2 separate regions of the Pan troglodytes genome follow, and region 1 is linked to region 2. The links are chromatin contacts, called in public HiChIP or PLAC-seq maps. All regions are on one chromosome and are shown on one strand. The core of a region is the stretch at or near the end of the contact, and the rest is flanking DNA. Distances in the headings are between cores, read along the strand shown. Region 1 holds the start of ZFHX2 (zinc finger homeobox 2). Region 2 holds the start of SLC22A17 (solute carrier family 22 member 17).

What was found. HiChIP or PLAC-seq counts read pairs in DNA pulled down with a chosen protein or histone mark.
Region 1: a contact with region 2 is called in an H3K4me3 HiChIP or PLAC-seq map of stem cell-derived excitatory neurons, with 2.4 times the contacts expected there. The contact joins the promoter of ZFHX2 here to the promoter of SLC22A17 in region 2. A contact is called at or near these places in 1 of 7 Hi-C or Micro-C datasets (induced pluripotent stem cells) and 1 of 1 datasets of contacts at active chromatin or transcription factors (stem cell-derived excitatory neurons).

What each region holds. Positions count from the first base shown.
Region 1 is chr15:21,921,985-21,925,549 of NHGRI_mPanTro3-v2.0_pri, reverse strand. It overlaps ZFHX2 (zinc finger homeobox 2), which reads left to right and starts at 1,721. Exons shown (of 10, transcript XM_016925893.4): 1 at 1,721-2,133.
Region 2 is chr15:21,722,519-21,725,945 of NHGRI_mPanTro3-v2.0_pri, reverse strand. SLC22A17 (solute carrier family 22 member 17) reads left to right here and starts at 1,689. Exons shown (of 10, transcript XM_063793233.1): 1 at 1,689-1,937; 2 at 2,132-2,635; 3 at 2,728-2,831. The coding sequence starts at 2,369.

The DNA of each region.
Region 1 (3,565 bases), core at 472-2,971, 200 kb before region 2:
GCCGGGATTACAGGTGCCCACCACCACGCCCAGCTAATTTTGTATTTTTAGTAGAGACAGGGTTTCTCCATGTTGGTCAGGCTGGTCTCGAACTCCTGACCTCAGGTGATCCACCCACCTCAGCCTCCCAAAGTGCTGGGATTACAGGAGTGAGCCACCATGCCCGGCCAGCCTCTGCTTTTTCATTGAGAAAATGTGGCCTGCCTCACAGTTACCTGTGAGGATTCAGTCATAAACTGTCACATAGTATAAACTCAAAATGTTCCTTTATCTCTCCTTTTTGTCATGTGAACTTCAGCGTTTTGTTGTGTTGTTTAAGAGAAGTAGGCTATAGCAGTTAGTATGGGCCCTGGAGCCAGACCATGGAGGTTTTTGAGTCCTGGCACTGTCACTTACTTATTGGCCATTGGACCTTGGGCCTGTTAATTCATTTGTTTGTGCCTTAGTTTCCTCAATAAATGAGACTATAATAGCATCTACCTCATGCTTGAGGTATTGAGAGGAGTAAACAATATATGTAAAAGTGCTTGGAACTGTCCCTGTGCATTCAAGAAATCTTAAAAATTATTGTTATTAGAATACAGGAGCGGCCGGGTGAGGTGGATCACGCCTATAATCCCAGGACTTTGGGAGGCTGAGGCCGGTGGATCACCTGAGGTCAGGAGTTCGAGACCAGCCTGGCTAAGATGGTGAAACCCCCGTCTCTACTAAAAATACAAAATTAGCAGGGCATGGTGGTGGGCACCTACAATCCCAGCTACTTGGGAGGCTGAGGCAGGAGAATCACTTGAACCTGGGAGGCGAAGGTTGCAGTGAGCCGGGATCATGCCACTGCACTGTAGCCTGGGCGACAGAGTGACTCTGTCTCAAGAAAAAAACAAACAAACAAAAAAACGGGCTGGGCGTGGCGGTGGCTCACACCTGTAACCCAGCACTTTGGGAGGCCGAGGCAGGCGGATCACAAGGTCAGGAGTTCGAGACCAGCTTGACCAACATGGTGAAACCCCGTCTCTACTAAAAATACAAAAATTAGCTGGGTGTGTTGATGCATGCCTGTAATCCCAGCTACTTAGGAGGCTGAGGTAGGAGAATCGCTCGAACCCGGTGGTGGAGGTTGCAGTGAGCAGAGATCGCACCACTGCACTCCAACCTGGGCGACTGAGCGAGACTCCGTCTCCAAAAAAAAAAAAAAAAAAATTCAGGAGCACTTAATAAGCAATAAACTGAAGATGAGGAGGAGCCCAAACCTCCCCCTACCCAGCTCAGGGGACTATGTAACCATGTGGAGGAGGCAGAAGCTCTCAGAGACTAAAGAGTAATTGCTGCGGTAGAGAAGGTTCTAGTACCCAATTTCGCGGGGGGAGATGGGGGAGGCGGAATAATAAGGCAGGAAGAAGAGAATGAAAAAAGGAGGCCTTGGGCGGCTCAGGGCTTGTTCTGAAGCTGATTTAAAACAAAACAACAAAACACATGTATGGTTTCTGCAGGCCACAGGATGAAGAGGAGAGGAGACGGAAAAGAGTTTAAAGGGGCCTGCCCTCTTTGCAGGCACCGGCTTGAACCTGGAGGCGACCTGGTGGGCTGGCCGGCCTGCCTCCGGCCCTGGGTCCCGCGAGGCAGGCAGGCGGGCGCGAACAGACTACAACTCCCGGCATGCGCCGCGGCGGGCGGGCCGCTGCACCTGCTCAGTGGGGCAGCCCCGGGCGCCTGGGTATTGATTATTCCATTGTGTGGGACGCCTAGACTCCAGCCAGTGAATGAGGCGGAGGAGTGAGGGCGAGGAGGAGGAGGAGGAGGAGGGCGAGGAGGAGGAGGAGGAGGAGGCAGGGAGCGAGCGAGTGCCCAGGGTGAATCAATGGAAACCCCCTCACGAAGCCGGGGAAACACTTCAGCCGCAGCCAAATAGCATTGATTATTTTCCTTCACTTCCCTCACCGCCGTGAATTTATTTATTTATTTTTTCCATCTCCGTCCCTGACGCCCCGGAGCGAGCGCTGGAGGGAGGGAGGAGGAGGGGAAAAAAGAGGAATCAACACATCGGAGAAGTCCCTTCCAAGAGCCGCCCCCTCCCCTCCCCGCCTCGCGCTGCTCGGTGGCCGCGGTTCGACTCCCGTCCCTGCTTCCAGCTGAGGTGTAAGTGCATCGATTTCCGATGCTGCTGGGTTGGTTTTTTTCTCCTCTCCCTCTCTCTCTTCTTCCCTTCCTTGCTCTTTGGAAGCTCGAGACGGGAGAGGAGGCGCTTGGAGACTGCCGCTGGAGGGGACGGAGAGGGACGGGAAGGGGCTGGGGGAGGGGACAAGGACGGACAGACAGACCGAGAGCCCTGGGAGATAGCGGACAGGGGTGTGGGAGGAAGAGGGCGTGCGCGAGGATGGGGGAAGAGAGAGATGCGGGGGTGGAGGGAGAAACGGCAACGGGAAAGGCAGAGGCCCGCCGGACAGACGAAGGGTATGGAAAGCCTAGACGGACCGCGCCGAGTTGGGCAGGGAGCGGGGTCCCGGGGGGAAGGGGAGGCCCGGTGAGTGTGAGGGCTCAGAGCTGTCAGCCTGGAGGGGCCTGGGTCTCGGCGGCCCCCCGCCGGCTGTGGGATGGGAGAACCGCGGCCGGCGGGCTGATGGATGGGCTAGCGCGCTGGGGCGTGGAGTGGGAGGGGACGTGGATACTCTCAGTCTTCGTTCGTTTTTGGCTGAAGTTGGGCTTTCCATTCCTTTTTTTGAAAGTGTTGAGTAGGTGAGGGGAGGCCATAAGCCCATTCAAGGTGAAGCGTGTCTGTCCTGCACGCCCATCCTACCACCCCCATCCGCTCGTCTGCCCCTCTGAGCAGCCCTATCATTTTCAAGCACAGGACCACGCTTCTCGCTGTGCCTGTAGCCCCGCTGATCTCTGTCCATGTGTCCCTGACTTTTGGTTTTGCTGTTCTTCATCTTGTCTGTTCCATCCCATCCATCTCTGGATCTGTATGTCACTGTCTCCACTTGTGACCCTTCCCATCTGAGTGATCCTCTCCTTGTGTGTCTCTATCACTATGTGTCACGCCTTGGCTGCCTGTTCTGTCGGTCTAGGATTCCATGCCCTCTCCTTCAGAGTCTGTCTGGATATCTCTGGCCTTTTCAGGCTACTTTGGAATTTGCTTATCAGTCATGATTGTGGCGGTCACAGTCAGGGCCTGGAGGAGTGGGATGATGGAGCAAATGTGTCTTCGCCAAAGCCTCTAGTGCCTTCAGCATGGCCAGGACAGCCTCTTCTTCCACCATCACCAGAGAAGCTTTGGAACTTCCTAGCATTGTTGACTGTCCCCTTTGCCATGTGCCTGTCTCCCTCATCAGAACCTCACCTTCTGGTCTCATGCGTGTCATCTGCCTTTCCAGCAGCTTCCCACAACAAAACCTCTTCCCTGCTGACTTAATTTTACTCCCTTCCCCCACTTTATCGTTGTATATTTTTTATTTCCCCATTTTGCTTCACCCCTTTTTTCCATCTGTTTCCCATGAGCTCTGAGTTTCCACCTTTGTTCCCATAATCTGCCCTCTTCCTACCTTTTCTTCTTGATCACCCTAAGTTTCTA
Region 2 (3,427 bases), core at 440-2,939:
GACTCCTGTGTAGCAAAGATGTTTGAGCTGAGAGCTAAATGATGAGAAAAATGTGACTAAGAAGCTTTTTAGGTGCAGGAACCAGCTTGTTCAAAGGCCTCATGGCACTGGGAAAACTAGAAGAAGGTCTGTGGCTGGAGTGCAGAGAGTTTGGGGAAAGAAGTGAAACGGAACTACAGACAGCATGTGACCAGGCATGTAGAACCATGTATGAGGTATCTAGATTTTTAATATTCACTGTGACAAGTGAGGAAACACCACTGAAGGCTGGTTAGCAGGAAAGATACATGATCAGATCTGTATTTTGAAAAGATCATTCTATCTGACTATAAATGACATATGGGTGGTAAGGAGGTATAAACAAAGCGGATGCTGAACACCAGTTAGGAATTAGGGGGCTAAAGTGGTCTTTGCAACAGGTCGCTTGACTAATAGTGGTAGAGATGGAGAGATGTGGGATGTCTGAGAATATATAGGAAGTAAAATGGGCAGAATTTTGTAAAGGATTCAACATGGATAAGGAAGAGAAAGCTCTAAAGGTTGTTGCCTGAGCATTTGGCCACAATGCGATGTTGAGGGTGCCATTCACTGCAGAAAAAAGCAGTGGAAGCCAACCAAGTTATGGGGGAAAAGCAAAAATTTGGTCTTGAACATATTGAGTTTGAGGTCCCTGTGAATCATCCAAGGTGAAGGTCAAATAAGAGGTGGCTTCATAGGTCTGGAGCTCAGAACAGAGGTGGAAGCTGGAGATGTCAGTCTGGGCGTCAGGTTTGTATTGTTTGTGTGGGTGGTGATTGAAGCTGTGGGCATAGGTAAGATCCCAAGGTGGAGACAGTGTGAGATGAGAGGAGGGCCTAGGACTAAGTCTGTGAGGATTCCAGACACTGAACGATGGTGTCTAAATGATACAGACAGGAATGGCCCTAGAAGCCAGCACCACAGCCTCATCACTACCAATACAGACCCCTCCTGCAGTTGCGTCACCCCGCTGGACTTCAATCATTGCCTCAAGAACCGGGAGGATAATGGCCTGCCCATGCTCAGCACCAATGCCATGAGCTGGAAGACGATTTCTGCAATGGAGAAAAGGGGAGCAGGAGAGACTCAGCAGCAAAGGAAGAGAGTGTTTAGAGGAAGAGGGGTCCACAGTGCCAAATGCTGTTGAGAAATGGAGATTCAAACAGGATGGGAGTGATGAAACCCAAGAAAGTGGTCTCCTTGTAGAGGACTGAAGCTAGGGCTGATACAGGGCCAAGACAGTCTTCCATATGCATAAGTTGTACTGTAATAGCCAGTTTACATGTCTGTCTCCCTGGAGTAAAGGTCTCCAAAGTGGAACTTGTCCACCCTGTTATCCTTAAAGTCTAGTGCAAGTCCTGGAACGTAGTGGACACTTAAATTTTACTGATTAGTGAATGGGTGAATGAATGAATGAATGAATGATGGCAAATGATTGGAAGCAGAGGAAGAATCTCTGGCATCTGCCTGGACTAGCTACTATCCTTCAGCTTTTTTTCTTTTTTACCGCAATGGCCCGCAGACCCAGGAAAGAGACGACAGAGCCCCCCTTCCCTCCCTCCCCTGGGCCCTGGCCCCCCTTCCTCTCTCTGACGAAGAGTCTGGACCGAAGGTTCTGCTGACGTGGGAAGGGGAGGAGAGTCTAGAGGAAGGGGAGGGGAAAGCAGCGCAGAGATCGCAGAGACCAAGGAGGCGCCCGCGGCTGCAGAGCTGCAGAGCGGGATCTCTTCGAGCTGTCTGCGTCCGGGCAGCCGGCGCGCAACTGAGCCAGAGGACAGCGCATCCTTTCGGCGCGGGCCGGCAGGGGCCCTGCGGTCGGCAAGCTGGCTCCCCGGGTGGCCACCGGGACCCCCGAGCCCAATGGCGGGGGCGGCGGCAAAATCGACAACACTGTAGAGATCACCCCCACCTCCAACGGAGTAAGTGCCCGAGCCCCAGGTGGCGACGCCATCCTCTCCCAGCACCCCCGCCCCCGCGGAGCGCCTGGCATTTTCCTCCTGCGCATCCCCCGCCCCTGACTGCCTTCCTAGCCCTCCCTCCCACCCGCCCCCTGCCCTTGCTCTGCGGTTTCCTCCGCTTCACCCTTCTCCTGCCACCCCCTGCCCCCCAACAGCAGGTCGGGACCCTCGGAGATGCGGTGCCCACGGAGCAGCTGCAGGGTGAGCGGGAGCGCGAGCGGGAGGGGGAGGGAGACGCGGGCGGCGACGGACTGGGCAGCAGCCTGTCGCTGGCCGTGCCCCCAGGCCCCCTCAGCTTTGAGGCGCTGCTCGCCCAGGTGGGGGCGCTGGGCGGCGGCCAGCAGCTGCAGCTCGGCCTCTGCTGCCTGCCGGTGCTCTTCGTGGCTCTGGGCATGGCCTCGGACCCCATCTTCACGCTGGCGCCCCCGCTGCATTGCCACTACGGGGCCTTCCCCCCTAATGCCTCTGGCTGGGAGCAGCCTCCCAATGCCAGCGGCGTCAGCGTCGCCAGCGCTGCCCTAGCAGCCAGCGCCGCCAGCCGTGTCGCCACCAGTACCGACCCCTCGTGCAGCGGCTTCGCCCCGCCGGACTTCAACCATTGCCTCAAGGATTGGGACTATAATGGCCTTCCTGTGCTCACCACCAACGCCATCGGCCAGGTGAGGCGGCCAGGCGGGCCGCGGGTCTGGGGGCGGGCAGAGAGCGGCGAGGGCGGGGCCTCACGCCCGCTGCACCCTTCTCACATCCCCAGTGGGATCTGGTGTGTGACCTGGGCTGGCAGGTGATCCTGGAGCAGATCCTCTTCATCTTGGGCTTTGCCTCCGGCTACCTGTTCCTGGGTTACCCCGCAGACAGGTGAGGGCTGTCGTGGGGGCAGGGCTGGTAGAAAGGAGGGGGTGCTAGGGAAGCTAACCCAAGCAGCGGGCGTTTACAGGAGGTCGAAGACGATTCGCTGGACTCTGCAGTCTTCTCTGGACTTCTATTCAATGGTCTATCCATGTCTCAACTTCACTCCCCATCAAGAAATACACCTTCCCTACCTCTTCCGCGCAAGGGAATGACTCGACCTCTATGGACTATTAGTCCCATTCCCACTAATTAGTGGCCCCCTATCCGTGAATCAATGGCCTCATCTCCAAAGAGAATAGTCTCATCCCCACTAACAGCCCACATGGACTGTTAGCTCCATCTCAGTGACCTCATTCCTGAAGATCAATATGTTAATTCCTAAACACCAACAGCTCCATTCCCACTGATCAATAGTTCAACTTCACAAACAAATTACCCCATTTCTGACCAGCGACCCCTCCCCTACAAGTCAACTAACTATCTCCAAAGACAATATCCTCAGACCCAATAACCCACAGTCCCATGCCTGCCACCAAATGACCCAACCCTCTGTAGGTGAATAGCCCATAGATTAGAAGTCACACCCTCATGGATCCTCAGGG